7 separate regions of the Mus musculus genome follow, and regions 2, 3, 4, 5, 6 and 7 are each linked to region 1. A link is a contact called in public HiCAR-type, HiChIP or PLAC-seq and promoter capture Hi-C data. All regions are on one chromosome and are shown on one strand. The core of a region is the stretch at or near the end of the contact, and the rest is flanking DNA. Distances in the headings are between cores, read along the strand shown. Region 1 holds the start of Ncoa3 (nuclear receptor coactivator 3). Region 2 holds the start of Cse1l (chromosome segregation 1-like (S. cerevisiae)). Region 3 has its middle 17 kb from the start of Prex1. Region 4 overlaps Prex1 (phosphatidylinositol-3,4,5-trisphosphate-dependent Rac exchange factor 1). Region 5 overlaps Prex1 (phosphatidylinositol-3,4,5-trisphosphate-dependent Rac exchange factor 1). Region 6 overlaps Prex1 (phosphatidylinositol-3,4,5-trisphosphate-dependent Rac exchange factor 1). Region 7 overlaps Prex1 (phosphatidylinositol-3,4,5-trisphosphate-dependent Rac exchange factor 1).

Region 1 (4,073 bases), core at 514-3,013:
CTCCCCAGCCCCCGTTCCTGCTCTCAGTATATACCAGCTGGGGTTTGTTTCTAATGAAAATACTTTAGTCTTTAGTTCCAAAGCCAAACTTACTGCAAGAAATGCTAACAGTCATTGCCACAGACAGGGTTTCTAGTGGAAGAGATTCCTTTTTCAGTATTTTCAGACCTTTTCAGTTGGGTATCCGATGTGGAAAAAACCTATTCTGAATACTTGATAACCATTTAAGGTTTTAAAAGAACAAACGGCTCACAAACTCAGAGGTTTGCACTGCCCTGTTAGTCCACAGCCGTATCTGCTGAAGATCTGAATGCATGCACCCTTAGCTCCAGCAACTCATTTCTGCAACAACCTGCAGGAACAAATGCTGAGGCTTTGGCGCAGCAGAGATCTGTCAACCAAGCCGAGGGTCCCCGACATTTAAATCTCAGTCCAGAAACCCTGATACAGGACCTCTCATCTTATTCGTCCACCTAGCCCTTCAGCAGACAGGGGACTGACTCGCCTTCCTGGTTTTTAACCTCACAAGCTTAATTACAAAAACAAGTTGGCTTTGAAGCGCTACTCAGAAACTGCAACCAAAAAAAAAAAAAAAGGAAGTCTTCGCATTTGGGAGGGGGAAAAAGTTTCTCGACTTAAAGACACTTTCCAACCTTCCAGTGTCATACAGTGTGGAGTCCTAGGCTCCTGCTCCGCGGGCCTACGATGCTCTGGCCTCTCCGAGCTGCTCTCCTGCTTAACTTTTCCACCCTAGCCACCCTCAAGCTGCCTAGGGAAGTAGCACTGCCTCCCACTTCATTTAAACTACTGCAAACAGAATCAATGAACGAACCTAGACTGGGAATTTCAGAAGATGAAAGCGACCTCGATGATAGCCGACACAAGACGGCAGAGCCCCTATCCACGCCGCACAGAGAGGGAGAGACCCCACACTCATCCCATACAGACGGCCGACCCTGCATCCACGCTACACACACCTCGGACTCCTCATCCGCCAAGCATCCACCCTGGAGACATCGCGGACCCCGCATCCACCCGGTCCTCGCCCCGCACAGACCGCAGACCTTGCACTCACCCCTCGCACCTCCACTCACCCGGCACACACCAGCACACACCTCGCACACCGCACTCAGCTCCCTCGCCCAGCATCCACCCTGCAGACCCCCACACGCAGCCTGCATCCACCCCACACACCTGGCGGACTCCGGGGCCACCCAACACACCTGGCACAACCCGCAGACCCCCACATCCATGCCACACACCCCGCACACGCCACAGACCCCACTCTCACCCCGCACACACCCCGCGGGCACCGCACACTCCGTGTCCGCCGCGCCCGCTCGCAGCGGAGCCGCAGCTTCGGCCGGAGGAGCCGCCCGTGTCCGCTCCGCCGGGCGGCGCCGGCGGGAAGAGGAGACTCGGCTGAGCTTCTCCGACCCGAGATTCGGCGGGGGGAGCCCCAGCGGCAAGCAGAGGCCGCGGCCGCGAACTCCTCGCGACCCTGCACGGGCCCCGGAGCCCAGCGCCGCCCGCGCGATCCCTGTCGCCTGCGCCGCGCGTTACTGGCGACCCCAGGACCCCCGCCTCAGGCCATGCCGCCGGCCTCGCCCGCCGCTCGCCACTGCCTTTCTCTCCACTCACCGCTCGCCGCCATCTTCCCCAACGCTGTTCTCGATCGGAAACTCACAGCTCAGCCCCGGCCGCCGACACCGACTCCGCCGAGGCCGCCGCCGGCGCTCTGAGGAGCTGAGGCAGCCGCCGCTGAAGCCGCGGCGCGGGGGCCGCCGGGATTTGTAGTCCCGCGGCCACGCCCAGCACTACGGGTCCCAGGGGGCCGTGCGCGAGGCAGGGGGCGTGGCCGCGAGGCCTGGGTTCCCCTCAGCTCACCCAGCCGCTGGAGGTGAAGAGGACGTTCTGGGTTCGTTTTCCCGTTTGCCTGTCTCCATCCTGGAATTCCTGACTTCAATGGAGTGTTCATTGTGCGCCAAGCACCGTCCCACAAGACCAGTAGCTGAGGGGGCGTTGTCCTTACTTTTCAGAGGAGCAAACTGAGGCCCGAGGTCAGGAGCCCTGCTAAGTCACTGACTTGAAAAGGTTTCGGGCCTTGCGGTGATGGCACACGCCTTTAATCCCAGCACTCAGGAGGCAGAGGCAGGCGGATTTCTGAGTTCGAGGCCAGCCTGATCTACAAAGTGAGTTCCAGGACAGCCAGGGCTATACAGAAACCCTGTCTCGAAGGAAAAAAAAAGGTTTTGGCTCACAAGGTGTTGGTCCTCAGGTTTGGTCTCTGCGTATTGTGATTTAAACCAGAGAACAGCTTGCTTTACAGTGGGAATTACTGAGAGACAGCACCTTAACCAAGAACATCTTAAACTCGGTGCCACCAAAGGTGACTCAAACTGTCACGCCATGTCCCCGATAGGATGCAGTGCAGAAAGCAGAAAACTACCAAGTTAAGTGACCTGAATCTAACGGAATAGGAAAATAAATAAATAAATAATTTTTTAAAAAATTAAAGCGCAGAATGTGCAGCATTCTACAGAACCAGCCTCTCCTCCAAGAAAACCGATGGTAGCAAGTGAAGGCAATCCCAGTGACCCCATGGCTCCGGGGCAGAAACAGAAGAAACAAAAACTCAAAGTCCTCCTTCAAAGCAGGGATTTAAAGCCAAGTTGGGGATGGGGGTGAGGGGAGTCTGACCAAAATAAATAAGGCCAAAGTTAAATTCAATAAATGTAGGCCAGGCTAGACTCCAGTTTAGAAACCTGGCTGCCTCTGCCTCCCTAGTGCTGGATTAAAGGCATGCACTAGCAACCCCGGTTTATGGATAGTTCTTAGGTAAAAAGAACTTGTAAAGGAATTTGGAGTTAATGGGAAAAAATAGAGGACGTCTTGGGACACAACTGTATAAAATGTCTTCAGTGTGAATAAGACTAACCCTATCCTGAGGTTCTGCTGTCACCTCAAGGATTTCCCACCTGCACTACTTTACTGTTCTGCAAGTGTCCACTGTTTACCCTTGGAGTTATTCCCACAGCAGCCAAGTCCCAAACCTGGTGTGGTGGTGCACACCCTTAATCCCTGTACTCAGAAGGCAGAGGCAAGTGGATCTCTGAGTTCCAGGCCATCCAGGGCTACATAGAGAAATCTAATCTTAAAACTAAAAATAGTAATAATAATTCTAAATGTAACAAAAGTACATTAAAATAAATAATTACTGATTCAAGCACAGTACTGTACTAAAATTTTATCCATATTCAGACATATACATAATCTTTATATATGTATATGTTGAGAGCATAACAGATATGAACAGTAAAAAAATAATTCAATTGTTTCAGTAAAAGATCCAAAAAGAAGGCAGACATGCCGCTGCTTTGGGTGGGGTAAGCAGGTGACCCTGCAACAGCATCTGGCCGGTGCTAGAGCCAAAATTTAAAGTAGCTGATTGACTTGCTCAGGTAGATAATCAGCGAAGATGCTGCCTTCATCCTTCATCCTTCCCTGTTTGCCCAGACCACTCCTCCATGAAGGGATTGACTTGTGTCCCTTCTTCGAATTAGGCTTGGTTCTAAGACTGTTGCCCCAAGGAAACACAAGTCACAGGCCTAGAGCTTGAGAATGCTGCCAGCTCCTACTTCCTCCTTCCTGGCCCCAACTCTAGCTCTATGAGAATCCAGAGGGAAAGGAAGCACCAGTTGACAGAGGCTGAGGTCCCAGGCAAGACCCAACAGCAGCTGCCAGCCCTGCACACAGCCTTCTTGTACGTCCCTGTCCTTTGAGGGCCCCAGTGCTTACATCACCAACAAGATTAGCACCAGAGCTAGGCCTGGTAGGACACACCTGTAATCCTTCCATTTAGGAGGTAAAAGGACAAAGGTTATCCTCCACTATGTCTGAAATCCCAGGCCAGCCTACACATGGTATCCTGCAATCCCAGGACTCAGGAGGCTGAGGCAACAGGATTGTCAAGAGGACGGGGCCAGGCATGCAGGGCCACCCAATAAGAGCCTACTGGAAGGAAGAAAGATGGAGGGAGAAAGGGAGGAAGAGAGAAAAACTAGTTCAAATTC
Region 2 (4,073 bases), core at 410-2,909, 910 kb before region 1:
CACCTCTTCACCTGTCACCTCTGTCACGACCTGAAATACCTGAACTCACTCACGGACTCCTCCAATTAGAACGTGAGCTCCCTAAAGAGAGACACCTTGTCCACTTGTGATTCTTCACTATATTCCCAGGGTTTCATAGAATGAGATATTAAACAAATAAGGCAATAAATCAATTCCACAGTTAAAAGCACTGCTCTCTCAACCAATTCCTGTCTAGAGACTGGCTTCCCAAAGCCCAACTAGAACACCAAACAGCCAGAGGGGAGAAAATTCCTTTGCACAAATGGAAAAGTGAAGAAGAGTTGAGTGTGGTAGCCTACACTTGTAGAAAGATAACGCTCTAAGTCTAGCCTGGGCTATGAAAGACCCTTTATCCAAAATAAATAGATAGACAGACAGACAGATACCTTCCATGTCTTCATAAAATAACAGAGCATTCACCATGTGGCTCTCATACATGGGACCCAGCAATAAAAAGTTATCCTTAAAGATAACTCAGAGCAGATGAGAACCGTGAGAAACAAGCAGTAGTTACTACATATAAGGTCAATGCTACAGGACACATAAACGTGGGTGATGTGGCCATCGCAGTGAGAACTGAGAACTCCTCCCTAAGAAGGGAACTTGAAAGGCAGGGAGGGAGGCAGCCCCGCCAAGATCTGAGGTCAGCTGCTTCTAACATCACGAAAGCTGGGGACTTAGCATACAGGACGGGACTATGAATACTTAAAAGAGCCGGTCATGGAGGCGACAGTGCTTATGGAGAGACGAATGGCCATGGTCAGCAGTTCAGGCGAGCCCTCTGGGAAACACAGCCTGCAGTCAGCGGAACCTTCAAGCCACTTAACCGAATATGCAAGTGAAGAATCGTAAGTTTGAGGAGAGGGTAAAAATGCCATTTCAGTGGAAGAGATTGTTCAACACGTGAGGGAGCACGGTTTCCACGCCCAGCATCACCTAATTATTTAAAAACTAGGAAATTCGTAGAGAGGCAAGGACTAGCTCTGAATTACACTCCTAGGGAAAGACGGAGTGTGCGTGGGGACAGATTATCTAACTGGAAAGCCGGCGAGCCCCAGGCAGGGGAACACCATTCGCCTGTAGGTTCCTTAGGTCCTAGGGACACGAACGTCACAGCCAGCTGAAACCCGAGGGCCAAGTCCACTCTGGCGGAGGCCAAAGCCCCGCGAAGTCAGAGTGGGCGATCTCCGGCCTCTTTTAGAACCAGGGACCCAGACCGGCTCGGCCAGGTCAGGCCTCGGCGCGGAACAGCGCTCACGCTGCGGGCCCCGGCGCGCCGAGAACGGACGCGCGGGCTTGACCAATCCGCGGACGCCTACGCGGCGGCGCGACCAATCCCAGCAACGCTGGAAGGGAAGGGGCGGGAGCTCGAGAAGCTCGCGTGAGGCCGAGCCCCAAGCTGCCCCAGCTTCCCGGAGCGGTCAGGCCCGACCCAGAGGCGGCGTGCGGGGAAGACCAGGCGCGCGTCCTCGGGCTGAGGCCCAGATCCACCTCCCAGCGATCGGCCCCTCCCTCAGCCGCGTCCCCGCGGCCACCCTGCTCGCTCCATGCCTCACCTCGTGGGGACGCCGAGACCGAGGAGGGAATCCCAAGCGAGAGCTGCAGCCGACACTACCCCACTCCAGCCGCTGCTCCGCCTCACATTCAAACCCTGGCAAAATGGCGCGGCGGCTAAGGTGGCGGCCACTGCGCATGTGCGAGTGAGACCGGGACGCGGGGTGGAGCCAGGAATGCTTTGGCCCCACCCCGGCTGCGAGGGCCAATCGGAACCATTGCTCGGGTCTGCGGTGACGTCACAAGAGACCGTGCCTTTTGACGCAGGCTTCTGTTTTGGGTTTCTTTCCTCAGACCCTAGCAGGTTCTGCGAGTGGCTCCTAGTGGCTTCTAACTGTTGGATGGAACGTGCTCGTTCACGCCTGAGCGAAGGGACAGAGCAGAGCGTCTGTTCTAGGACAAATAGAATAAACGAATGAGTAAGAATTTCAAGCTAGGGGATAGCACGCTTGGTTAAGCAAGTGATAGCTGCGCAAGGAAGAAGACGGGAGTTCGAATCCCCAGCACCCACATAAAAGCCAGCCTGACTACAATTCCGTACCTGGGGAGGCAGACACAGGAAGATCGCTGGGGCTTACTGGCCGGCCTGTCTAGCTAATTGGTGAGCTTCTGTTTCCATAAGAGATCCAGCCTTGAAAACTAAGAGAGCAATGGATGAAGACACCCACATTCATTCACTCACACACACATGATTTCAGAAGCTGAAGGCGATGGCTCATGCTTGTTACCACTTGGCACTTGGGAGGCAGAAGCAAGACAATCGCCATTTATTTAAGCCCAGCATGGTCTACACAGAGGCCAGGCATAGCTACACAGTGAGATCCTTTCTCAAAAAAAAATTTTTTTTTTCAGACGACGATGTAGTTGGTGGCAACTTAAAGGTAACTGGGATGTTCATTTGACCCTTGAACAAGAGAAATCTTATCTTTTCAAAAGCCAGGAGACAGTTGTGTGACTGTACGCCTCGCAAGCAAAGAAAGGTGAAGGTCTAGAAGCAGGTTTTTGATCAAGACTGAAGCCTAGTGTTCTGTAGTAAGACCGGGCTGAAGAAGCCAGCTTAGCTTGCCTTCTCTGTTCCTCTCTGCTACAAGCTTACCCCACTTTACTGCACTGATATGTGTTCCTTCCTGTCTCTGGGTCCAGGAGTAGCTGGCTCACTTTGCGTTTTAGCCAGTAAAGGACAGGCTGCCTAGCTTGCCATGAATTCCAGGTCACAAACACTCATTTTCATAATCGATACTTCATGGGAACGCTTACCCTCAAAAGCATGCATTGTTTATGTAAGGTTCTCATTAAACTGTTTTTTTTTTTAAGATTTATTTATTTGTTATATGTAAGTACACTGTAGCTGTCTTCAGACACTCCAGAAGAGGGCATCAGATTTCATTACGGATGGTTGTGAGCCACCATGTGGTTGCTGGGATTTGAACTCAGGACCTTCAGAAGAGCAGCCGGTGCTCTTAACCACTGAGCCATCTCGCCAGCCCTAAACTGGGTTTTCTGTATCTTACCTGGTTGGCTTGACTTCATTCTATCATCCTGAGTTAATTTATGTAACAGGAGGGGTGCGTGGGTGCCATGGTAGCTGTGTGAGGTCAGGTCTCACCAGCTTGTGGGTCCCAGGGATTGAACCCTGGCCCTCAGTCTTGGCAGCAAGTGCTTCTACCCTCAGCCCTCCTCCTCATGCTGTCTGCAAGGCGTGTGAGTTTCTTGTGTTTCTTCTACACAAGAGCTTAAGTCTTACTGCTCTTCTTTATAGCCGTGCCTCCAACACTCAGCACACCCCAGCTGCTCAGTAAAGATGTTCTGGGGTTTTTTGTTTGATTGGTTTGGTTTGCTTATGACTTCTCGAGACAGGGTTTTTCTGTGTAGCTGTCGCTGTCCTGGAAGACAGAGCTGTAGACTAGGCTGGTCTCGAACTCACAGAGATCTGGTTGACTCCATCTCCCAAATGTTGGGATTAAAGATGTGCCACTGCCACCACCACCAGGCTCTGTTGCTAGGTAATTTTTTTTTAGATTTATTTATTTATTACGTATACAATATTCTGCCCGCATGTATGCCTGCATGCCTGAAGAGGGCACCAGATCTCATTGTGGATGGTTATGAGCCACCATGTGGTTGCTGGGAAATTGAACTCAGGACCTCTGGAAGAGCAGACAGTGCTCTTAACCTCTGAGCCACCTCTCTAGTCCAAATATATGTATATTTAATGTTAAGGTTTTTTTCTTTTCTGTGTGCCACATGCATGCAGTGCCCAAAGAGGCCAGAGGAGAGCGCTGTTTCCCACAGAGCTGGAGGTGACACATGGGAGCTGGAAACAGTACCTGGGTCCCCTGGAAGAGCAGCCAGTGCTTTCACCCATGGAGGAGCACCTCTCCTGCCCCTCCCTGTGTGTTGGGTATGCACATCCGTATAGGTGAAATGTCGTGTATAAGTACAAGCAAGGCACTGGATTTTTTTTGTTTGTTTGGTTTTTCAAGACAGGGTTTCTCTGT
Region 3 (4,073 bases), core at 1,162-3,661, 740 kb before region 1:
ACCCAGGTCCCAAACTGTGGGCACATGAAGACAGAAGCCACTTTGGGACCCTTACCCCCAGAAGAAGGAATCAGAAGGGACAAAATGCCGTCCCCCGCCCCACCTACCAACCACTGTAATTTTCCATTTATTTATTTGTGTGTTTATTTTTGAGGCAGTCTCACTATGCAGCCCGATACACCTGCCCCTATGCCTCCCTCTGCCTTCCCAGAGCTTGGATTAAGGGCATGTGCCACTACGCCCAGCTTTCTGGGATGGCAGGCACATGCCATCAGGTCCAGCCTTTCCTCTTTACAGCTTGCCTCTAGGTTGGAGAGGTCTCACCGAAAAGCCCAGCTGTCCACAGCATGAATACAACAAGGGCTCAATGGGGCTCCAGGTGCCCTTTGTAGTGTGCTCCTGGCAGGGCATGAGATTGGAGGGTGGCTGGAGGAGCATTCATGTGTGCCTTGGTTTTGCCTTGTCATGGACCCTTGGAGTCCTTTACTGTCATACTACTGCTAGGCCCCTTGGGCTGATGAGGAACTGAGAAGTGACCTCACAGCCCCTGTGAGGTCATCCCTCTCCTCCAGGGAAAGGAGGGATGGAATAGGAGGGGAGTTAAGTAACGTGCACATGAAACAACCCTAGCCAGACTTCGACTCCTACATCTACCTGGTCCTGAAGCCAGACGCTCACTGAGATGGGCCAATCTATGCCTCTCTCTGCTGGTCCTGGCTTGAGTTGCGTTTTTGGCATCTCATCGTTAGGATGTTAGACTATTACAGGCGCTCAGCAGAAAGACGCCTGCATATGGACTACCAAGGAGTCAAGGTTGACCTTGACTGTATCTTCCCAGAGGATGATGGGCCTTCTTAAGATCAGGCAGGCGTGGGAGGCAACCGTCCACTCATTTATCCAACACACACTTGTTAAGCACTCTGCTGGTTAGTATTCCATTCCTGTAATGGAGTAATAGAGACAGAGTGATTTATAAGCAACAGACGGTGCTGGTGTCTAGAGAGGACCTCCTTGCTGTGCCATCCCAGGGCAGGAGAGCAAGAGAGGGCTGTATGTGCCTTATGTCAGTGTTTGTGTGTGGGTTTATGTGGAGGCTTAAGGTTAACATTGTCTTCCATCTTATTTCCTTGTCTATCTGTGTGTGATGGTTTGTATATGCCTGGCCCAGGGAGTGGCACTATTAGGAGGTGTGGCCTTGCTGGAGTAGGTGTGGCCTTTTTGGAGTAGGTGCGTGTGGGACCCTACTGCTAGCTGCCTGGAAGTGAGTATTCTGCTAGCAGCTTTCAGATGAAGATGTAGACCTTTCAGTTCCTCCTACACCATGCCTGCCTGGATGCTGCTATGTTTCCATCTTGATAATAATGGAGTGAACCTCTGAACCTGTAAGCCAATCCCAATTAAATGTTGTCTTTATAAGAGTTGCCTTGGTCATGGTGTCTGTTCACAGCAGTAACACCCTAACTAAGACACTGTGTGTGTGTTTCTGTCACATGTGAGTAGAAACCAGAGAGGTCAGAAGAAGGCAATGGATCCCCTGGAGCTGGCATTGCAGGTGGGTGTGGCATTGCAGGTGGGTGTGGCATTGCAGGTGGGTGTGGCATTGCAGGTGGGTGTGGCATTGCAGGTGGGTGTGGCATTGCAGGTGGGTGTGGCCTGCCTGACTTGGATGCTGGGAACTAAGCTCAGGTCTTCTGCAAGATCAGCAAGTGCTCTGAACCTCACAGCCATCCCTCCAGGCTCTACCACCTTATGTTTTGAGACAGCATCTCTCCTTGAACTTGGGATTCACTGGTCCAGCCAGGTGAGCTGGTCAGAAAACTCTAGGGCCCCCCCCCCCATGTCTCCACTCACAAAACTCTAGGGTTATAAATGTACACGGCCACGCCTGGCTTTTCACATCGGTGTCAGGGATCCTGGGTCAGGACCTCAGACAGCATCCCTGAGCCATCTCTCCATCCCTCTTATTTTTTTATTTGTTGGTTTATTTGTATTTTGGAGACAAAGTAGCTTTGAACTCCTTACGCAGCTAAGGATGACCTTGGACGCCAGAGTCGCCTGCCTTCACTTCCTGGGTGTGCTGGGATTACAGGCCTGTGCTACCACAGGCCATTGAACTTTTATGACAAATCCAGCCTGTGGTCTAAGTCCCTCCCACAAGAACATCATCAGTGCCTGCATGAGCACAGGATCTTCTGGAACCGACCTCCTCTTACAGACGTTGTCAAGGCCCTAGGGATAAAGATTCCAGCACAAGGCGTTTGGGGGACACACACAAAGTCAGCAGGTCCCTTCAGCACAGAACAGGCCAGGTTCTGTGCTGGGGCTCAAATGTAGCAGTAGACAGAAACCCCTGCCGCATTTACTCAGCGGAGTAAATGCCCAGGAGACATCTGCTCCATTACCATGACAATCACCATCCCCATTTACACACGCAGGAACACAGGCCCCAGACATGAAGTCACACAGCCAGCCAGAGGCCAAGTGCTGATCTGACTTCTGATTTCACAATTTCCAAGTCAGCTGTGTCTGCCACATCAGGCTGGAGAGCGAAAACACGGCCACGTGGAAATGACCTCACGTTTCTCCTGCTGCTCCTCAAAGAGAAGCGAGCGAGGAGTTGACGGAAAGGAGTCAGCTTGGATTGTGTCTGCAGAGAACTCCAGCAGCACACACCAGGGCACTGTGTGGTCCACAGAGGGGAGAGCTGACTCACAGGTCGTAGCAGTTTCTGAGCTGGGCTTCAGGATCAGATTAATGAAGGACTTTCTGGAGGGAGGGGACCAGTGGCAGGCGTTGGAGGGAAGGAAATTGTGGATAGGAAAGCGTAACATGGCTGCTTGAGTCGCTGTATAGCCCCACATCCTCTGCCAGACACAAAATCTCCCTCTCCTTCTTTATTTATTGGATGCTGATGGCATAGGGAAGGAAGTCTGGTTAGCAAGACTTGACAGCTTTTGTAGTTGCAGCTGAAGTCATTAGCCCCGCACCAGCAGCACCCGGACCTCCCGGTTCACAGGCAGGAGATATATACACACACAAGGATGTAGTAAAAAAAACAAAAAAATGCTCGCAGCAAGAGCTGTGACTCATTCTCATTTCTGCTGGGACAAATGAAAAGGCCAGGAGTCAGGGATGGATTCATCACTCGCAGCAGTCTGCTTCAGAGAACTCAGCCCCCCTGTGGCTGTCCTTCTTCACTAGGTGGGGGGATTTGGAAAGCAAAGCCTTCTGTTGATGTCTGGGGGGGTGATTGGGGGGGGGAGAGTGGGTAGTCTCCACGGAGCATGGAGACTTGTTGTTCTGGTTATGCCCAGGTTACCTGCTAGGATGTTCACTGGAACCACTTCTAAATGAGAGCCATTCACTCACTCTCTCTCTCACTCACTCACTCATTCATTCATTCATTCAATGATGGATTAAAGTGTGTTGGGTTCTGTGTAGTTATTCCCTGTGTAAGTAAGAAAAAAAAAAGTTTACTAGGAGCCAAGACCAGAAAAAGGTGGTCTCCATAAAGATTTAAAGAGAGGGAGATCTCTCTCTCTCCCTCCCTCTCCCTCCCTCTTTCCCTCCCTCCCTCTCTCCCTCCCTCTGCTCTGCTTACAACTTAGCAACCACAGCTGGGACATTGTTTTTGTGAATAAAGCTTTATTGGAAACCTGCCATGCTCATTCATTTCCAATCGTCCTTGACACAACAGAGCTAAGTTGTGGAGCAGGGACTGCAGAGCCATGAAATAAGAATTGTCTGGGGGATGGAGGAGGGGATAGGGGGCTCGTGGAGGGGAAACTGGGAAGGGGGATAACATTCGAAATGTAAATAAATAACCAAAAAGACAAAAAAGAAAAAGAAAAAAAAAAAGAAAAAAGAATTGTCTGTTGTCTGCTGTTCATGGAAGTTAGTGACCTCCAATCCAGCATAAAAGAGATCGAGGCTTTATGGGTACGAAGCATTGTTCTTGGAAATGGCTTCAGCAGGGTTTCTCACCAGTCATGTGTCCACACAAGACAACATGAAAGCCAGAACCCTCTGGTCGGTCTCTGTCTCCAGAGCTTCCTGAGTAGGCCAGGCTTTGG
Region 4 (4,073 bases), core at 925-3,424, 700 kb before region 1:
GCACTATCTCTGGTTTTGTTTTATAATTGAATAGTTAAGAGGATAAAGGAATATTTCTTCCAACTTGTTTTTGTCTTTTTGTCAGACACATAAGGAATGCATGTTCCTTACAGGAGAGAGGAGTTATTTTGAAGGACCATCCTTTGGTCTCCTCTGTTCCTACTGGGGCATGGGCATTTGAAGTGGAGGTGCCAGCCAGCTCTTGGGTGGTCCTTCTCTGTCTCTGTGTGGAGAAGAGGGAGAAGGTTGTCTCCAGAGGGGCTGATTCTGTGGCCCAGCCTCTATTTCCTGTAGCCTGTGGGCAGTCTCTTTTGCAGTGTCAGCTGTGGTACAGGATGCTCTCACGTCCATCTGTCCTACAGACTGCTCCATGTCCCTTTGGGAGGTCCCTACAGTGAAGAAGCAAGGGGTTTCCCCCACAGTGTGATGAACCGCTCAGGTGCTGTCAGGTCTTCCTGCCCTTACATCTAGAGCCGTTGTCCTTGGCTCGCCCTAGTCTGTGTTTTTGAAACAGTAGTCACCAGCAAGAGCTGTCTGTCTGTCAGGATTCTTTGTGACAAGTGACAGAAAAACCCACCCCAACAGCCTCCAGTAAGAACAAGAACTGGCAGCTAGCAAGATGGCTAAGCAGGTAAGGGTGATCACTACCAAGCCTGATGACTTGAGTTGATTTCTTGGACCTATGTGTTGGGAGGAGAGAACTGATTGCTGCAAGTGTGTGCACACATGTATACACACACTCACCCACACACACTCTCTAAATACAGTTAAAAATATTAAAAACAGGGCGTAGTGGCTAGCCTGGTATACATAGTGAGTTCCAGGATAGCCAGGGCTACATAGAACCTGTCTCATACAAACAAGCAAGCAACAAACAAACATATAAACAGCAGCAGCAGCAGCAACAAAAACCAGGAACAGAGAGGCCTGGGTTACAAGAGAGTCCATCATGTCCTGGGTGGGCTCCGATTTGCTATCACAGGCCCTGTGCCCATGTCTGATCCTTCACTGAGACTCGGGGCGGGACTTCCCTGCACCCATTGGAGGTGGGGGGGAGGGGTGGTTCCTAGAAAGAAGACCCCAGAGCATTGGGACCATAAAGGGACGGATGCTGGATGCTGGGTGGACTGTTTCTTCTCTCAGCTGGGGCTTCTTCCCTTGCCTCTCCTTTGCCTTCTCGCCACCCGCCTGCTTGCTTTAAAAACCACAGTCACACTGCCTCTTCCCCTGCTGTTCTAGCTCTTTCCACCGATCTCCTAAGAGCACCGGTGGTTACAGGTCTGAAGTGCTGTGCTTCGAGCACAGTGGCCTTCCCAGGAACTAAGTGGGAAGGTGTTCTCCAGTCACTTCGTTGTAAGAGAAAGGTTTTGTTTGTAACCTGTCCAGGCTCACACCAGCTGTGTGTTTGCATCTGCAAATGGTGGGAATTCTTGGGTCAGAGGATGAAGTGTGGAGCCAGGCTTCCAGTGCTGGGCCCAGCCTGAGCTCACAGCTAGTGTTTGTGGAGCGAACCAGCAAAACCAGCAGGGGCTTGGAGCCCGCTCCAGGTCTGCTGAGGCGTCTGGGCCTGAGGTCAGCCCCAGTGGGAAGCATCCTGTTCTGCTGTGCCCTCCCCTCCCCACACAGGGAGATCTGAATGAACAGAACCCAGAATGTTCCGGCAGCGCTGGCTCCCGCAGCAAGTGACAAAGGCATCTTTGTCCGGTCCCGGGTGTGAAATCATTCCACAGGGGGGATAGTGTAGGCTCTGGAGTCAGCTTGCCAGGGAGGGAGGGGCTGGGCTAAGGTGTCCCCATCCCATGCCCGTTCCTGTAATGGGGTAGCGTTTCCCCTACCTACTCTCACTTTCATCTGGGCCAGAATGCTTTTTTGTCCCCTTGCCCTAGGAGGAGAAGATAGGTCCTAAGTCTTTGAACAGTCTAGAGAAGTGCTCACCCACTGAACTACCCCCTCCTTGCAGTGCCCCATCCCTTTATTTCGTGAGAGAGTCTTTCGGGGTAGCCCAGGCTGGCCTCAAATGAACAGACTCAGGTTTGCAAGCCTGTGTCCCAGTACCCAGCCAGTATGCTCCAGACTCCGCAGATCTTGTGGGCTGAGAACGATGCGGGGCTGCCATTCTGCTGAGAAGGCGCGTGTCAACGTCAACCTTCTGTCCTTTATACCACAGTGTGCACAGCAGCTGTGAAACCAGGCTGGCATGGCTGCAGGGGACAGGCAGGGGACAGGCAGAGCGGCAGAGTGTTAAAATAGCTTGGCGGTGACTTTAACACCCTTGGCTCAGTTCCCTTGGGAATCTCTCAAGGGGGAAGAAAAAAAGCCCGTGGGTGCGCAGGGGAGATGCTCAATGGGTAAGAGCGCTTGCTTTGAAAGTGGGAGGCCCTGAGTTTGAATCCCCTATACTCATGTGAGAAGCTACACAGGGTTAGAGGTGGGGCCAGAGGGAGGCACATTCCAAGAGCTTGCTGGCCAGCCTGCCTAGCTGAAATGGTGAGTGTCTGGTTCAGGAGAGACCCTGCCTCAGAGCACCGAGGTGGAGGAGAGTGAGGGAAGATACCAGAGGCCCTGATCTGTCTTCTGCATGCGCACTTATTGGTGCACACACGTACACACTCACACACTCACACACACACACACACACACACACACACACACACACACTCACATATACATGTGCACACACACATGCGCACACACAGTGCATATGAAAGATGTAAAGCTGTGGAGATTTTTTTCCAGCTGCATTTCTAATGACACAGTAAAATGATAACCAACAGGTAAACCGCAGAGGTGGGCATTAGCAAATAGCTTGTTAGACCATCAAGCGTGCTTTGCAAAGAATGTTCTTGACCTCTGACCTCTCTGTGGATAGGAAGGCAGCTAGAGTAAGTGAGAAAGGCAATCCCAGTGTTTAGGGGGAAAACAACAACAACAACAACAACTACTACTACTACTACTACTACTACTACTACTACTACTACTACTACTACTAAACAATAATAGCACAGAAGCTGGGCTTAATGTAATCCTGGCAAAGGAGGCAAAGGCAGGAGGATCAGGCAGGCTTTCAAAGTCGTCCTCATCTACATAGCATATTTGAGTCCAGCCTGGGCTACATTGGATTCTATCTTAAATAGAAGAGGAAGAAGGAAAAGGGGAAAAAAAAAAGCACTAAAAGGCTCTTTGGGTGGGCATGTCAGTTGGCTTTCTGTTGTGGTGACAAAGCATCCGAGAACGTCAGTTCATGGTATTTGAGGTCTCGGACTTGGGGTTGGTCCAGTCACCTGTGATAAGGCAGTACGCCACGGCTGTGGGAACAGGTCCATGAGACCCGCTCACCTCAGGGCTGCGTCCCCAATATCCATGAAGTAGTATCTCTCCAGAGAGCTGGCTTCCTTTCCGCAGGCCATGCCTCCTAACGGTTCTGCCACTTCTGGGTAGCATCCAGGATGGTGACCCAGGCTTTGGGGGTGGGGGTGGGGGTGGGGGTGGGGGTGGAGGGACACTTGAGATCTAACTTACTGTCTGTGGTGGCACGGGCGGGTCATTCAGGAACTGGAGCTGGGGCACCAGGCATGTGAGCTCAAGGACAGCTCTTAGAAAAGAACACCCTCATCACAGAGAAAACTACTGCAGGGCACCAGGCTGCCCACCACAGGGGGCCTCAGGCAGAGAATGGGGAGAGATACTTTGTATATTTTGGTGCATTGCTGCCTTAGTTATAATTAACAGATTTGCAAATGAATGCAGAATACATTAATAATAACTCAAGCTGTATCATACATACTGTAGTCTGTGCATACCAGGCTCTTCTTTGAAATGAGGCAGGCTGGGATTTTCTGCACTGCTGTTTGGTACACATGTGTTGGTAGGTAGTGTGCAGGACGCCCCCTGGGCCCTCTGTGAGCCCCTAGTCTTGTGGGGTCAGGGACAGAGAAGACAATTGCATTATAATTGTTGTATGCGGGGATCAAGGTTGTCCTCACCCTGTGGCCGCCTCTGCCTGGTGTTTTCCATTGCTCTCTCTCATCCCTTCCCTGTACCCAGTGTGGCCCTTTGTACTGCTGGCCCTGACA
Region 5 (4,073 bases), core at 437-2,936, 680 kb before region 1:
ATAGCCAGGCTGGGGCTTCTGGGACCTAGGAGTTCTTTGGGTTCAGTCCCTGGGGTTGCAGCTGAGATTCCAGAGGACGCTTGACGGTGGCTTTCATGATGTTTCTGTGGGTGGACTTGCGTCACAGCCTGACACGTGCCCTGTGCCCTGAAGCAAGCTCTTTGGGCTCCGGTGTTAGGTTCTTGGCTCCCAGAGACTTTCCCACGACGACTCAGATGCAGGAGGTTGATCAAAAGTTCTGTTTGGGTTCTTCTCCTCTGGTGCTGCTGGCTTCAGGTGTGTCTGCCATCAAGTCTGTGGAGGTCTGAGAGGGGGCATCCCTCCCTCCCTACCCTCAAAAAAGAAAACCCACCGTTTCTACTTTTTTTATTTGGCCTGGATTTTTTTTTTTTAAATGGCATCACTAATTTTTGAAAACAAAGAAAATAAACCACAACCGTATTTCCTGTCCCCAGCATCTGGTGGCCACTTGTCATCTGTGATGTTTGGGGAAAAAGATGTGTTTTGATCATTCTTCAAAATCGGACTGTAGCAGTGTAGCCGTGTACCATTAGGTGATGATAGCCTTGCCGGGCCTTTCTCATTTCTAAAACATTTTGCAAGTAGCTCTCTCCAGGGGCCTCTTCAGATCTTCCCCCAGATTCCAGACCTGCCTGTAAGATTCCTTATAATTACAGATTTTACAATTTGTTTTCCTGTGAGGTAGAGTCTCTAGCCCAGGCTGGCTTCAGGCTTGCCATATGTGTGGACCTTGAACAGCCGACATTTCTGCTGTATCTGCTTGCTTTTGGGCAAGCACCCTTTTCACTGAGGCAAATCCCTCAGCCCCATCCCCTTTCAAGGTTAGTCTTTCTCTGTCTGTCTCTGTTTTTTGAGACAGCGTTTCTCTGTGTAGCTCTTGGTGGCCCGGCATTTGCTCTGTAGACCAGGCTGGCCTCAAACTCATAGACCCACCTGCCTCTGCCTCCCAAATGCTGGGGTTAAAGGAGAGCTTGCCTCTGCCTCCCCGCTCCCCCGCCCCCTCCCCAGCCTGCAGTTTGTTCTCTTGTATAAATTTGTAATCTGGAGCAGCAGGAAGAGGATGTGGCTAGAAGGGGCAAGGCCTGTGGATGGCAGTGATGGCTGCCAGCTGCCCTCAGGCACCCTTGCTTTTTTAGGACATTCTTTGGACCCACTTTGCGTCTCCTGTTTTATTTTCAGGCTTTTTTGATGCGCGCGCGCGTGTGTGTGTGTGTGTGTGTGTGTGTGTGTGCGCGCGCGTGCACAAACATGAGTGTGCACATACACATGTATGTGCATGCACGTGGAGGCCAGAGGGTGAACTCGGTGTCAAACTGTTTTGCTTTCATGTGTTGGATGGAGCCAGGGTTTTCTCCATCAACCCTGAGTTCTCTCTCTCCTTCCCTTCTGTGGGATTGAACTCAGGCTGTCAGGCCTGGCAGTCAGTGCCTTTACCTGCTGAGCCACCTCACTGGTCCTTCAAACACGTGTGAAATAAAAACCATTGCCAAGTGTAGACCCAGATCCCTGGACACACAGAACTGGCTGTCACTGGATTGGCAGACGGATGATGTTCACAGGGTTCTGAATAGCAGGGGGCGGGGCTTAGGAGTCGGTAGGGAAGGTAGGGACATGGGGGTCTGTCTCCAGGGTGAGCAGGAAGGAGGAATGTGCTCAGACGCTCAGATGGTGCCACTGCCGTCCATCACCATGGTGAGGAAGGAGGCCATGGGAACGGCCTCCTGCCAGTGCTGTGCAGCGTTTCCTGAGCATTTCTGGACCCCAGTGAGGCCTCAGAGGCCAACTGCATCCAGGACTCAGTTCACCACTGAGGTTTAATGAGTCTGTGTGGGAGAGGGGTTAGGAAGGCTCAGGGTCAGTGAGCTGCTTTTCTACCCCTCACCTGTCAAATTCCCTGCCCCATCTTCCTCTTCTCCCTCCTTCACACCTCCCTCCCTCCTTCACACCTCCCTCCATCCCTCCTTCACACCTCCCTCCCTCCCTCCTTCACACCTCCCTCCATCCCTCCTTCACACCTCCCTCCCTCCCTCCCTCCATCCCTCCCTCTTTCACACCTCCCTCCCTCCCTCCTTCACACCTCCCTCCCTCCCTCCCTCTTTCACACCTCCTCCTCCCTCCCTCCCTCCCTCCTTCCCTCCCTCCCTCCCTTCCTCCCTCCTTTCCTCCCTCCCTTGCACCACCTCTCTGCCAGACCTTCATCATTTGTCACACCTTGGGCCCCAGGTACTGAGGGCTTTGCAGGAGGACTCTACTTCCAGGGCACTTAGAGTATAGTTTTGGGTGGTCATTGCTCATTGGTCCTTGCAAAGGGTCTCTGACCCTGCCACCTCTAGTGTGGCCCCACACCCCTCCCACGGGGAATTTCTTTCAAGCCTCTGTTCCTGGGTCTCACCTGGTCCCTCCCCTTTCTCCGTTTGGAGCAGCCCTGTCCCCAGGGCCCCTTAGTCCCAACTGCTCCAGCACCTGTCCTCTCTGATCTCTCTCTCTCTCCCCCTCCCTCTCCCCCTCCCTCTCTCTCTCTTTCTCTCTCTCTCTCTCTCTCTCTCTCTCTCTCTCTCTCCACAGCTCTGTCTATCCTCAGAAAGCTTCATCTTTCCTATTCTAACCCTGGACTCTGGCCTTTTTTGCTGATGTACTAGATCTAAAACGTCAGACGATGGGCCAGGGAGATGGCACACGAGTCAAAGCATTTACTGTGCAAACATGAGGACCTTCGGTTCAAAGCCCAAGGACCCAACGCCAGCCAGATGAAGGAGTGTCTGCGAACCCAGCACTCTTACTGGGGGATGAGAGGTAGAGGCAGGAGAAGCTCTGGAAGCTGGGGGACGGGGCAGCAAACCTGGCATCAGCAACAGCAAAACAGCCAAGAGGCCTGCCTCAAATAGAGTGGAGAGTGAGGACTCACACCTGAGGTTGTGTGCCTGCACGCACGAGGGTCATTGTCCAGTGAGAAGGAGTTGGTTGGTGAACTTGAAGATCAGCAATAAAAGCTGAGGGAAGACAGCCAGCCAAGGGAATGAGTGCTTCTTGGCTGGAGGGAGGGAGGCTCAGAAGTCTGAGCCAAACGACCTGGCTTGTGCTCTCCGAAGGACTGGGTGTTGGTGGTGAGCTTGATGCCTGGAGCCAAGCCTTGCACCACCAAATGGGGCACCTCAAAGCCAGGTTCTTGGGCAGAGTAGACAGCAGTGCAGTTTTTATGAATGAGTCTAGTGGAGTTTTGCCTGGTATCGTCACTCTGACCCAGAGATAGGGACAGGGCTAGCATGTCCCTGCCTTCTGTCTTCAGCTGGCTAGTTTCAGGAGACCCTGGGTGAGTGGTTGATTGACAGGCAAAGCAGTCATCACTTTTTAGAAGTATGAACTCCGCTGAGATGGATTTATATGTCATTAATATCTAAGTGTACACCGAACGGCTTTGCCAGCATCGTAGCGGCTGCAGGCAGGGAGCTGAGAGCCAACCCCACTCAGCCAAGGTTGCTGGGGACAGGTGACAGAGGGGCCAGGTAGCAAAGAGACATGCTTCACGGCTCTGTCCATCCAGTCAGATTTTTCTGGTGGAATCCCACGGCCTGAGGGAAGCCAGGGCTTTGTCCTCAGGGAGGGGCTTCTAGGGAGGTGGGGGGGCTTGAGGTCTGGGTGGGAGGGGGCCCAGTGAGGCCTTCACCTTGAGGAAGAGAGCTGAGGGCCTGAGAGCAGCTGGTTCTCTGGCTGTCATCAGTGGTGGTTAGGAGATTTAATGCTGATTAGTGTCTCTTGGGGAATGCATGATTTCTCTGATAACACTGCAGGAGTGCTGGAGGCACCCTAATGTGGAGTTGCCCTTCACAGGGCCTTGATAAGAGTTATTTCATGAAGGCCTCTTCTTTTTATCACATGTGTCTGTCCATCCATCCATCCATCCATCCACCTATCCATCCAGGGGTGTGTGTGTGTTTGTATGCCGCACATTGTTGGCTTGTGTGGGGGGAAGTCAGAGAATAGCTTCTACCACTGGGTTCAGGGATCAAACTCAGGTTGTGGGTTTGGCAGCAAGCGTCTTTCCCCTCTGGGCC
Region 6 (4,073 bases), core at 558-3,057, 640 kb before region 1:
TGGGTCAGGTGCTCTGCCCCTGAACCTATTACTTTTTACTCAGACTTGAGCCTTAAGCCAGTTACTGAAACCCATATGCCACAGCCCCAAGGAGGGACAGACAGGCTGGCACCAAAACCTGGGCTCTGCTGGCGGGGCATGGGATGACTAGGAAAGCCACCCATGCACCTGCTGTCACCTTCCCTGCTAGCCACCTTGGCCTGGTCTTGCCCGAGCGGTCCAGGGCAGCTCTGACCCTTGACAGCTTCATCCTCAGCTTCAGAACCGACAGGCAGGCAGGTCCCAGGCTGCGTGGATGGCCCTGTCCCCATCTGCTGCTTGGTTCTGTTTTCCCAGACTTTACGAATGGTGGCTGTTGGCTAGTGCCAACCCTGACTCTGTCCCGACGCCTGTCTGATGGCTGGCTTGTGGGGCTTCCTGCCGGCAGGCTAATCTAACTGACTGCCCATGCCTCGTTCTTGAACCTGCTCGCAGGGGCTACTTCTGTCTTTGTTCCATGAACTGCAGGGAGGGTAAGGATGGTGCTGAGGGAAATCTCAAGGTGAATGACCCTGAGCATCTGAGCTGACAGCATCCTGGAGCTGTCAGCACTGCTGGGGTCATGGTTCTTCTGTGTGTGTGGACACCGGAGGCCAATCTTGGGTGTATGTATTCTTCAGAGCCATCTATCTGTCTTTGAGATAGAGCGCCTTAGTGGGACCTGGACCTTAGCCTGCCTGGCTGTGGAGCTCCAGGAGCCTGCCTTCCTGTCTCTGTTTCCCCAGCACAGTGCTTACAAGCGTGTGTCACCACACCTGGCCTTTGTGTGAGTGCAGAGGTCCCAGCTTGCATCCTGAGGTCGGACCCTTTTTCTTCCACAGCAGGACTGAGCCGTCTCTCCAGCCCACGCAGCGTGCTGTGCTAACACATGAAGCTGTGGGAGTGGGGCTCAGCTCTCCCTGTGTTTCCTCCGGCCATGGCCGCTTGGACCTCTGAGGGACTCCCCAGGAAGCTCAGCTGCATCCTCCTGTGACTTCAGTGAGGGCCCGGGCAGTGGACAGACTGGGCTCTGAAGCTGCAGGCGGATCTGGCCATGGAGCCTGAGCTGTCCCTTGGAGGTGGTGCCCCTTGGTCTGTCCCCTACCCTTTTGTTTTGCATTCACACTAGTCCTTAGTTCTCAGAAAGACACAGGTTGTGGGGTTTAGAGAGAGATTGGGGAGACCAGGGCCAGATCCAGCAAGTAGTTTGCTCTTGTAACTCATGAGCTGAGAACTTGTGCTTTTGCAAAGCTTTGAAACAGAGGGGAAAAAAAAACCCTCAACCTCCCACCCCTAAGGCAAACCAAAGCGAGCAGGAGGATGTGCTGCTGATGGCAAGCCTGGCTGCCCACTCTCTGGCCCTGTCGAGCACCTCGATGGTCCTGTGTTGGTGCTGGGCTTGGTAGTCCATGGCTGCCCACCCCTCAGTGGTCCTGCCTTAGGGCTGGGCTTGGTAGTCCACGGCTGCCTGTGTGAGCGAGAGTTGCAGCTGTGCAGTTTATTAGTGCCAGCTCTTGAGTCAGTCATGCCACTCCTTATGCCTCAGTTTCTCCTTTGTAGTGCAGAGCTTGTAACCATGGTGCTTCTCAGTTTGTTATGCAGTGAGGGCACACCCCTGCAGTGTAGTCAGGAGGGTGGGCGAGGCCTTAGGGACACAGAGAAGGGACATAAATGGCTGTGCCAGAGCACATGAGCTGCTGCTGCTGCTGCTCAGTCCCATTCTAGAGTCTTATCCCTGGCTCTGAAATCAGGGGTAAGAAGCAGCAGGCCCGGGAGCTCAGCTGCCCCCATGCTTGGGGGTGAAGTTTGTAGGGCTCGTCAGTTCCCTAAACGAGGCCTGAGAGGCTTCATGGCTCAGTGGTGTGTCCGGTTTTCTGGGTTATAAACCTTGATCATCTGACCCTTGAGAAAGAACCCTTATTTGCAGCCCCAGAGCTGAGCCGAACTGCTAACCCTTTGGTTTCTGGGTCCTGACCAAGTCCGGGGTCACAGGAGCTTGCAATGAAGCAGGTTTATTGATACATATCAGTAACCCAGGTGGGAAGACCTGTGTGGCTTCAGAGCTTGGTGGACCTGGGGCCTGTTCCTTTTTCTCTAGAGCCTGGGGTTTAGTCCCATAGGGCTCTTGCCCCAGGAAGATGGAGGCAGCTGGGGCAAACCGCTGGCTGCTTCTGCAGGAAGCACCCACAGGAAGTGGTGGAGGTCTGGCCTTGCCCTCTTGACAGCTGTGCACACTGCTGCTCTCTCTTCTGCATGTATCGGGAGCTTGGGGACTGCTGGGGACCAGCCAGCAGGGCCCGAGATTCCTGTGGAGACATGCACACTCCCTGACAGACAACTGCTCAGTGTCCCCCGCCTTGGCTCCTGCCACTGGAACATTTGCATCAGCAAGCAGCAGGGCTGAGGGCCCTTTACACCCTCCTGGGAGGCCTGCTTTGCTCACAGTTTCCAGGGCTTTCTAAAAGATGACCCTGCGAGCGCAGCAGCTGACTCCAACCCCAGCCCGTCCCCTCAGATGGCAAACATGTACCCGCAGATGTCCTCCGTTTTGTGAGGCCCCTTGTTCCCGCTGAACTCCCGGTGGTACAGGCTGCAGGGTTGGGGAGCCTGGGGTGGGAGAAGAGTAGGCAAGAGTGAAAGCCTTTTGGGAACAGCCCCCAAAGCTGAACTTGAACACTGCCTAAGAATAGCCGGAACGTTCTATTTTGGCTCTTCAGCCCGGGCTCAGGATAGACAGTTGGCATTTTCAAGCTTTATTGAGTTTTCCGTCAATGTTTCCAGGGAGATGATTCAGAGTTGGGGTGACGACGCCTTGATATGTAGCAAGCTGGTCCCTAATGGGAACCCAGCCTGACACTGGACCTTTTGATTGTCTGCCGATGGTACCCGACCCTTGCTGTGGCTCTGTCCTGACCTGGCTGCTGACATAGCCTTGGATCCACAGCTGGAGTAACAGACTCCAGCCTGAGCCTTCTGAGTCTCCCACTGATGGATCTATAAGGATCTTGGTGTCATGGGTCTTATCCCTGTGTGTCTGGCTTTTGTCACTTGTGGCCTGGGTTTATACTTTCTATCCCTTTTCATGACTGAGTAGTATTCCCCTGTGAGCTGGGCTGTACCTTACTGTTCATTCATTGACTGGTGGACATTTAGGAGCAACACTGCTATGATCATCCACAGCTCTTAACAACCCACCCCCACCCCGGTCTCCCTGCATGCTGGCTCTCATCTTCCCAAGAATGGCTCCCCTCCTATCCTACCTTCTGTCTCCATTCCAGGAATCAACACTTCATGCTGGTGGTCTCTCAGGCCAAGCCTTGTGTTATCTATGTCCCCCAACTTGCTCTCCCTCCATTTCAGTTGGTGAAGAAGTCCTGTTGACTTCCCCATGGAGCCTGCCCAGGGCTGGCTGCTTGCTAAGCCTGCCCTCTGCCTTGCCCGAGGCTGTTTCCAGTTCCATCAGGTTTCCTTGCTTTCACCCCAGCCTCTGCCTCAGCCCCTGGCCCTCCTACCCTGAAAGTATCCCCCTGTGTTCTCATACAGTGCCTTCGATGGGAGTGTGCCCAGATCACCCCTTCCAGGGCTTCATTCTGCTTTTGCCTTCTTTTAGCCTTGTGACTTCTTTTAGTCGGCTGTGTTTGCTTCCTCAGTGGGGATGGTGCTTACCATCCTGATTCTCTGCATAGATTGAACAGTTTTGGGGGACGGGGGACTTGCACTGGCACCTGTGTGTGCCTGGATTGGACAGTGGAGTCGGGGAGGCTTGTGCTGACACCCAAGCGTGCCACAGGCATGCCAGGGGAGGATTCTCTGATGCTGTTGTGGGATTTTTATTTCCTCTTTGAGACGCAACCGAAGCTCTGTGCCTCAGTGTCCTTGTGTTGGTAGTGCGTTATAGTTACTGTAAGTGGCTGGATAAAGAAGGAGTGGAAGGAACTCTGAGATCCTTCAGTGAACACAAGCTATCTTGATTGACACAGGTCTGCTTCAACCCTGATTAGCCACACACTTAGTTTGGTCCATGTTTCACCCTCTTACAGTTGAGCTGTCTTTGT
Region 7 (4,073 bases), core at 561-3,060, 580 kb before region 1:
AGGCGTGACTGTCTCAGGCCAAGCCACCTGGTTCCTAAACAGAAGTAGGTCACTAACATGAGTCTGGGACCTGACTGCCACCAAGAATCCCTTCTTTTCTGCTTTCAGCTGTATAGCGGGACTTCTCGTACCCGCCAGTGGTTAAATGGCACAGAGATTTGTGAATATTTATTACAGCTTAGGAGTATAGCAGGGCAGACTATCAGCTACCTCATGTAAATTATCCTGACTAGTCTAGCACTATGTCCCTCTCTCTTGGCCCTGGCACCTCTGTTCCTCTCCATGTCCCGGGGGTGAATCTCTCAAGTCTCTTTCTCCCAGAGACCTTCCCTCTCGCTGAAGTTCTGCCTTCCCTTTCCTGCCCAGCTACTGGCTGTCAGTTTTTTTATTAAGTCAATCAGCAAGCGAGGAAGGTGAATATTTACAAAATAGGAAACCTATAGCTCTCTGTGGGTACAGAATTAACCGTTCAATATACAGAGTCACACCTTTACACAATGTGCAAGAGGTTACCCCCAACACAGCTCTCTGATGAGGATACAGGAACACTGGTGGTAGGGGCTCCATCTCTGATGTTCAGGGGCTCTGGAACTTACCCAGCATGCATTGAGCACAGCTCAAGCATCTGTGAGGGGCCAGAGCCCGGGTGCTGTAGGCACTGGCTTGCCCCGCTTCTGCCATCTCTGCTCACCCCTCCTCCTCTCTCCTCCCTCCTTTCAGATGGAAAGAACCAGCTGCTTCTGGCTCTGCTCAAGTGCACAGGTAGGAATGGGGCTGTGAAGGGGTCCCTGGGAGACACAGTGGGTGCTGTGGCCACAGGCTGGGGTGATGTCCCTCTGCTGGCCAACAGCATCTCAATGGGGCCCTCAGCATCTGCACTGGGGAGGCAGCCTTTTCTCCCAGTCTCGCCGAGAACTTCTCACCTTTTCCTCTGGGGCCAGGCAGAGGACTAGACTCAGGTCCTGGGGAACATGAGCCCTGTTTAGTGCTACCTGTTAGGCCTGGTGGGTGTTGGCAGGGGGACTGGTGGAAGACGGAGGGTGAGGAACATGGGCTCTGAGCTAGTAGAGCGGAGCCTGGAAATAATAGAGGATGTAACTGCAGGATACCTTCATGTGTGTGCGTGTGCGTGTAGTATGTGTGTCCATGCACACACATGCATGTGCACATGTAGACTTGAGTATGCATATGTGCATGTGTGGATGTGCCTACTCTTTATACAGATTACCAACTGCCTGGCTTGACCAGTTGGGGCAGGACTTGGGGGAGGTGAGGCAGGGGGAAGTGTTCCTGGGACCCATCTTGAATATGCAGCTTAGTACTGCTAGGATTCGTGTGGCCAAGGCTGAGAGGTCCCGTGATTCACTGTAGGGCAGTGGGGCAGGGTTTGGGCGTATGTCCGCCTCGGGAAGAGCCACACATTCGATTCTCCAAGAAGCAGGCACTTGGGCAGTGGGAGAGTGAGACTTGGGGCAGATCTGTCTTCTTTTGAAGAATTTATTTTTCTGCAACTGGCTTTTGGCAACCTATTTGCCCCTTCAGAGTTCTCCACAGGCCCCCGTGGGCATGGCAGGTCCAGGGTTCGGGTGTTGAGGGTGGAGATGCTGCCAGTCCGCACAGCACCACTTACCCAGAGCGCCCCCCCCCCCCCCCCCACAGACACGGAGCTGCAGCTGCGCAGGGATGCTGTCTTCTGTCAGGCTCTGGTGGCCGCCGTGTGCACTTTCTCGGAGCAGCTGCTGGCCGCCCTTGACTACCGCTACAACAACAACGGCGAGTATGAAGAGAGCAGCAGAGATGCCAGCCGCAAGTGGCTGGAGCAGGTGGCGGCTACAGGTGTCCTGCTGCACTGGCAGTCTCTGCTGGCACCAGCCTCCGTGGTAAGCGGCTGAGGTCATTGGCAGCACGGGAGAGAGTGCTGTGGCTACTCTCTGCTCCCAGTTACCCAGGGGTTCATGTGGCAGTGATTTGCTGAGCATTTGCTTTTAGGTTTTGGAGTTCGTGGATGAACAAAAGTCCCTGTGCTCTGTGGTGTCCTGGGGAAGAGAGACAGACAGAAAAGACCCATGGTTCTGAGCCGCAAGCGGGTGTCTCGTGGCAGTCTGGGCTGGCAGCTGAGGAATCCAGGGAGGGGAGAGAATATTACTTGCATCTAGTGCAAGTGTAGAGGGCAGGAGGGCTGGCTCGTTACCCAGTAGCAGTTCCATTATGTGTGGTTCCAGAGGCTATCTCAGGCCGCCCACGGGCAGCACAGCCCTAGATCGCCCCCTGCTGGCCACTGGTGAGCACTGCTGCCGGTCTTCAGAGATCTGCCTCTGGCCCCACTCCACAGCAGCCCTCTAACCTCTAAGGATGGAATACCAGATCCAGCTCATTCACTGATGTCACCAGCACCGAGCTGGCCACTGGGTCTACAGCTTATTTCCTAGAGAAGTAGACTGACAGGGGAGACAGCCCAAAGGCCTTGGAGTCTCTCTGGGGGGAGTAGCCAGACTTTCTGGGTGGTGACTTTTGATTTATGATATCTGTCAGCCAATAGGAAGGTCTGAGGAAAAGTATGCAGAGGGACAGCACGGGCAGAGGCCCTGGGCAGAGGCCCGTGTGGCCAGTGGGGACAGGCAGGGAAAGCAAGGTTAGTGGGATGGTCTGCAGGCAGAAAGTGACTCGGAAGCTGAAGGGCAGGGGACTCCTGTGATCTGGGCTAAGTTTTAAAAGAAAGCGTGTAACCTTGGAGAGAGGCGGTTAGGGGACTAAATGGAGAAAGAACCCTCTGAGGTGTCCTGGTGAGAACAGCTGCAACTAGAGTTGGGTGTTGGCCGGGAGGCTGGACGGAGGCAGACTGTGTCCAGGCAGTCGTAGCTGCTGGATGGGGTAAGACGACCAGGAGCGGACGGCCTTGAGAAAGGGATACAGAGCAGGTCTAGGGGGCTTAAGAGAGGAAGTGCAGATGCTCATGGAGTTGGCTGCATTTTGGATGGTACCGGGTGTGGCTTTACTGGGGCCACACAGCAAGGCAGAGCAGAAGTGACTTCTGACCCCTATGGGGTACAGGGCAGGTGGTGGGATGAACCATGATGTCACCTGTAGAGCCACACCCAAGACACCCACAGGCCTCCCAGCCCCGTAGGTGCAAAGCATGGCATCTCCAGGGCAGCCCAGGACAGGGTGGCATCTGAGTCTCCCTTACCACCGCCTCTTCCCGCAGAAGGAGGAACGGACCATGCTGGAGGACATCTGGGTGACGCTGTCGGAGCTGGACAATGTCACCTTCTCCTTTAAGCAGCTGGATGAGAATTCTGTGGCCAGTGAGTAAGCCCTCCCTTCCTGCCCCGAGTCGAGCTGCTCAGAGCCACGCTGGCTCTCCTCCGCTGCCAGGCCAGCAGCCCAAGTGGACCAGTCTCCAGTGCTTCAAGCCTCACGGCCCAACCCGAGACTCAGAGTCAGTCTTTGGGGAGCACATAGAAAAAGGAGGGGGGTGTATCAGCTACTTCTCTGGCTGTTACAACAAATTACTTGGCAAAGTCTTCAGCTGACAGCAGCTACCTGTGTGAAGGTTCAGGGGGAAGCAGTGATTGATTAGTGATGCCTGCCTGGTAAAAGGTGTGGGCTCTGAGTCATGTTTGTCGGCCACAATTCTTCCTTATGGATGCTGATAAGCTACAGAGCCTGGCTTTTTTTTTTTTTTTTTTTTTTTTAAACAGCTTTTGCTCTGAGCTGTCAGGCAAGAGAGTCACAGGACAAGGTCGGGGAGGTTGAAGACACTACGGCCAGCTCTCAGGGCAGGGACAGTGTTAGGGCCAAGACTAAAGCAGTGGGGAGCCAGAGGCTGTGGGTGCCAGTGAAAGGGGAGGTCATCACAGGCAAGTCTGGAGGCTGTATAGGGCGGTTCAAAGCTAAGCACGGAGGGGAGGGGAGGGGGAGGGGCTTGACGCTGCCCCTCTGCGATATTAGGGCAGGGAAGCCTCAGATGTCAAACATAGAAATTCCAGCATGCCACCTGGAGGCTGGGAAGACAAGAGGAGAGTCTGAGGCTACCCCTGTGGGTCAGGAGGGCTGGAAGTATAAGGTTTTCC

What was found. HiCAR-type assays count read pairs that join an accessible place to other places. HiChIP or PLAC-seq counts read pairs in DNA pulled down with a chosen protein or histone mark. Capture Hi-C pulls out chosen DNA fragments and counts their contacts.
Region 2: a promoter capture Hi-C map of liver shows a contact between it and region 1, with 2.1 times the contacts expected there. The contact joins the promoter of Cse1l here to the promoter of Ncoa3 in region 1. A contact is called at or near these places in 1 of 39 promoter capture datasets (pre-B cells), 5 of 115 datasets of contacts at active chromatin or transcription factors (astrocytes, embryonic stem cells, extraembryonic endoderm stem cells and 2 more) and 2 of 9 other capture datasets (liver and pancreatic islet).
Region 3: an H3K4me3 HiChIP or PLAC-seq map of forebrain shows a contact between it and region 1, with 5 times the contacts expected there. The contact joins the enhancer-like site here to the promoter of Ncoa3 in region 1. A contact is called at or near these places in 7 of 115 datasets of contacts at active chromatin or transcription factors (astrocytes, bone marrow-derived macrophages, embryonic basal ganglia and 4 more) and 2 of 9 other capture datasets (embryonic stem cells and liver).
Region 4: an H3K4me3 HiChIP or PLAC-seq map of forebrain shows a contact between it and region 1, with 4 times the contacts expected there. The contact joins the enhancer-like site here to the promoter of Ncoa3 in region 1. A contact is called at or near these places in 3 of 39 promoter capture datasets (hippocampal neurons, liver and pre-B cells), 5 of 115 datasets of contacts at active chromatin or transcription factors (astrocytes, differentiating embryonic stem cells, embryonic stem cells and 2 more) and 1 of 9 other capture datasets (liver).
Region 5: a HiCAR-type map of astrocytes shows a contact between it and region 1, with 4 times the contacts expected there. The contact joins the enhancer-like site here to the promoter of Ncoa3 in region 1. A contact is called at or near these places in 5 of 115 datasets of contacts at active chromatin or transcription factors (astrocytes, differentiating embryonic stem cells, embryonic stem cells and 2 more) and 1 of 9 other capture datasets (liver).
Region 6: an H3K27ac HiChIP or PLAC-seq map of microglia shows a contact between it and region 1, with 10 times the contacts expected there. The contact joins the enhancer-like site here to the promoter of Ncoa3 in region 1. A contact is called at or near these places in 1 of 39 promoter capture datasets (pre-B cells), 4 of 115 datasets of contacts at active chromatin or transcription factors (astrocytes, large pre-B cells, memory CD8 T cells and 1 more) and 1 of 9 other capture datasets (liver).
Region 7: an H3K4me3 HiChIP or PLAC-seq map of bone marrow-derived macrophages shows a contact between it and region 1, with 4 times the contacts expected there. The contact joins the enhancer-like site here to the promoter of Ncoa3 in region 1. A contact is called at or near these places in 1 of 39 promoter capture datasets (hippocampal neurons), 2 of 484 Hi-C or Micro-C datasets (cerebral cortex and cortical neurons), 11 of 115 datasets of contacts at active chromatin or transcription factors (VIP interneurons, astrocytes, bone marrow-derived macrophages and 8 more) and 1 of 9 other capture datasets (embryonic stem cells).

Annotation. Positions count from the first base shown.
Region 1 is chr2:165,990,327-165,994,399 of GRCm38.p6, reverse strand. It overlaps Ncoa3 (nuclear receptor coactivator 3), which reads right to left and starts at 1,763. Exons shown (of 23, transcript NM_008679.3): 1 at 1,642-1,763. LOC115489489 (soluble scavenger receptor cysteine-rich domain-containing protein SSC5D-like) reads left to right here and starts at 619. Exons shown (of 2, transcript XM_030252296.1): 1 at 619-2,060. The coding sequence starts at 706. The coding sequence ends at 1,797.
Region 2 is chr2:166,903,682-166,907,754 of GRCm38.p6, reverse strand. Cse1l (chromosome segregation 1-like (S. cerevisiae)) reads right to left here and starts at 1,659. Exons shown (of 25, transcript NM_023565.3): 1 at 1,578-1,659. Gm31204 (a long non-coding RNA gene) reads left to right here and starts at 461. Exons shown (of 3, transcript XR_866966.3): 1 at 461-2,176.
Region 3 is chr2:166,728,814-166,732,886 of GRCm38.p6, reverse strand. No RefSeq gene overlaps it. Among named protein-coding and RNA genes, the nearest start is that of Prex1, 17 kb to the right of the region's middle. Within about 2 kb of position 2,411, at least 136 of the 459 cell types and tissues checked have an H3K27ac peak or open chromatin away from gene starts, as enhancers often do. A contact at or near this core is called in astrocytes, bone marrow-derived macrophages, embryonic forebrain and 3 more, where this site is marked.
Region 4 is chr2:166,689,907-166,693,979 of GRCm38.p6, reverse strand. All of the region lies in intron 1 of Prex1 (phosphatidylinositol-3,4,5-trisphosphate-dependent Rac exchange factor 1), which reads left to right. Among named protein-coding and RNA genes, the nearest start is that of Gm50596, 11 kb to the left of the region's middle. Within about 2 kb of position 2,174, at least 69 of the 459 cell types and tissues checked have an H3K27ac peak or open chromatin away from gene starts, as enhancers often do. A contact at or near this core is called in differentiating embryonic stem cells and forebrain, where this site is marked.
Region 5 is chr2:166,668,809-166,672,881 of GRCm38.p6, reverse strand. All of the region lies in intron 1 of Prex1 (phosphatidylinositol-3,4,5-trisphosphate-dependent Rac exchange factor 1), which reads left to right. Among named protein-coding and RNA genes, the nearest start is that of Gm50596, 32 kb to the left of the region's middle. Within about 2 kb of position 1,686, at least 58 of the 459 cell types and tissues checked have an H3K27ac peak or open chromatin away from gene starts, as enhancers often do. A contact at or near this core is called in astrocytes and thymic regulatory T cells, where this site is marked.
Region 6 is chr2:166,628,730-166,632,802 of GRCm38.p6, reverse strand. All of the region lies in intron 5 of Prex1 (phosphatidylinositol-3,4,5-trisphosphate-dependent Rac exchange factor 1), which reads left to right. Among named protein-coding and RNA genes, the nearest start is that of Gm29679, 66 kb to the right of the region's middle. Within about 2 kb of position 1,807, at least 109 of the 459 cell types and tissues checked have an H3K27ac peak or open chromatin away from gene starts, as enhancers often do. A contact at or near this core is called in memory CD8 T cells, microglia and pre-B cells, where this site is marked.
Region 7 is chr2:166,573,353-166,577,425 of GRCm38.p6, reverse strand. It overlaps Prex1 (phosphatidylinositol-3,4,5-trisphosphate-dependent Rac exchange factor 1), which reads left to right. Exons shown (of 40, transcript NM_177782.3): 31 at 721-762; 32 at 1,660-1,880; 33 at 3,206-3,305. Among named protein-coding and RNA genes, the nearest start is that of Gm29679, 11 kb to the right of the region's middle. Within about 2 kb of position 1,810, at least 22 of the 459 cell types and tissues checked have an H3K27ac peak or open chromatin away from gene starts, as enhancers often do. A contact at or near this core is called in bone marrow-derived macrophages, cerebral cortex and embryonic basal ganglia, where this site is marked.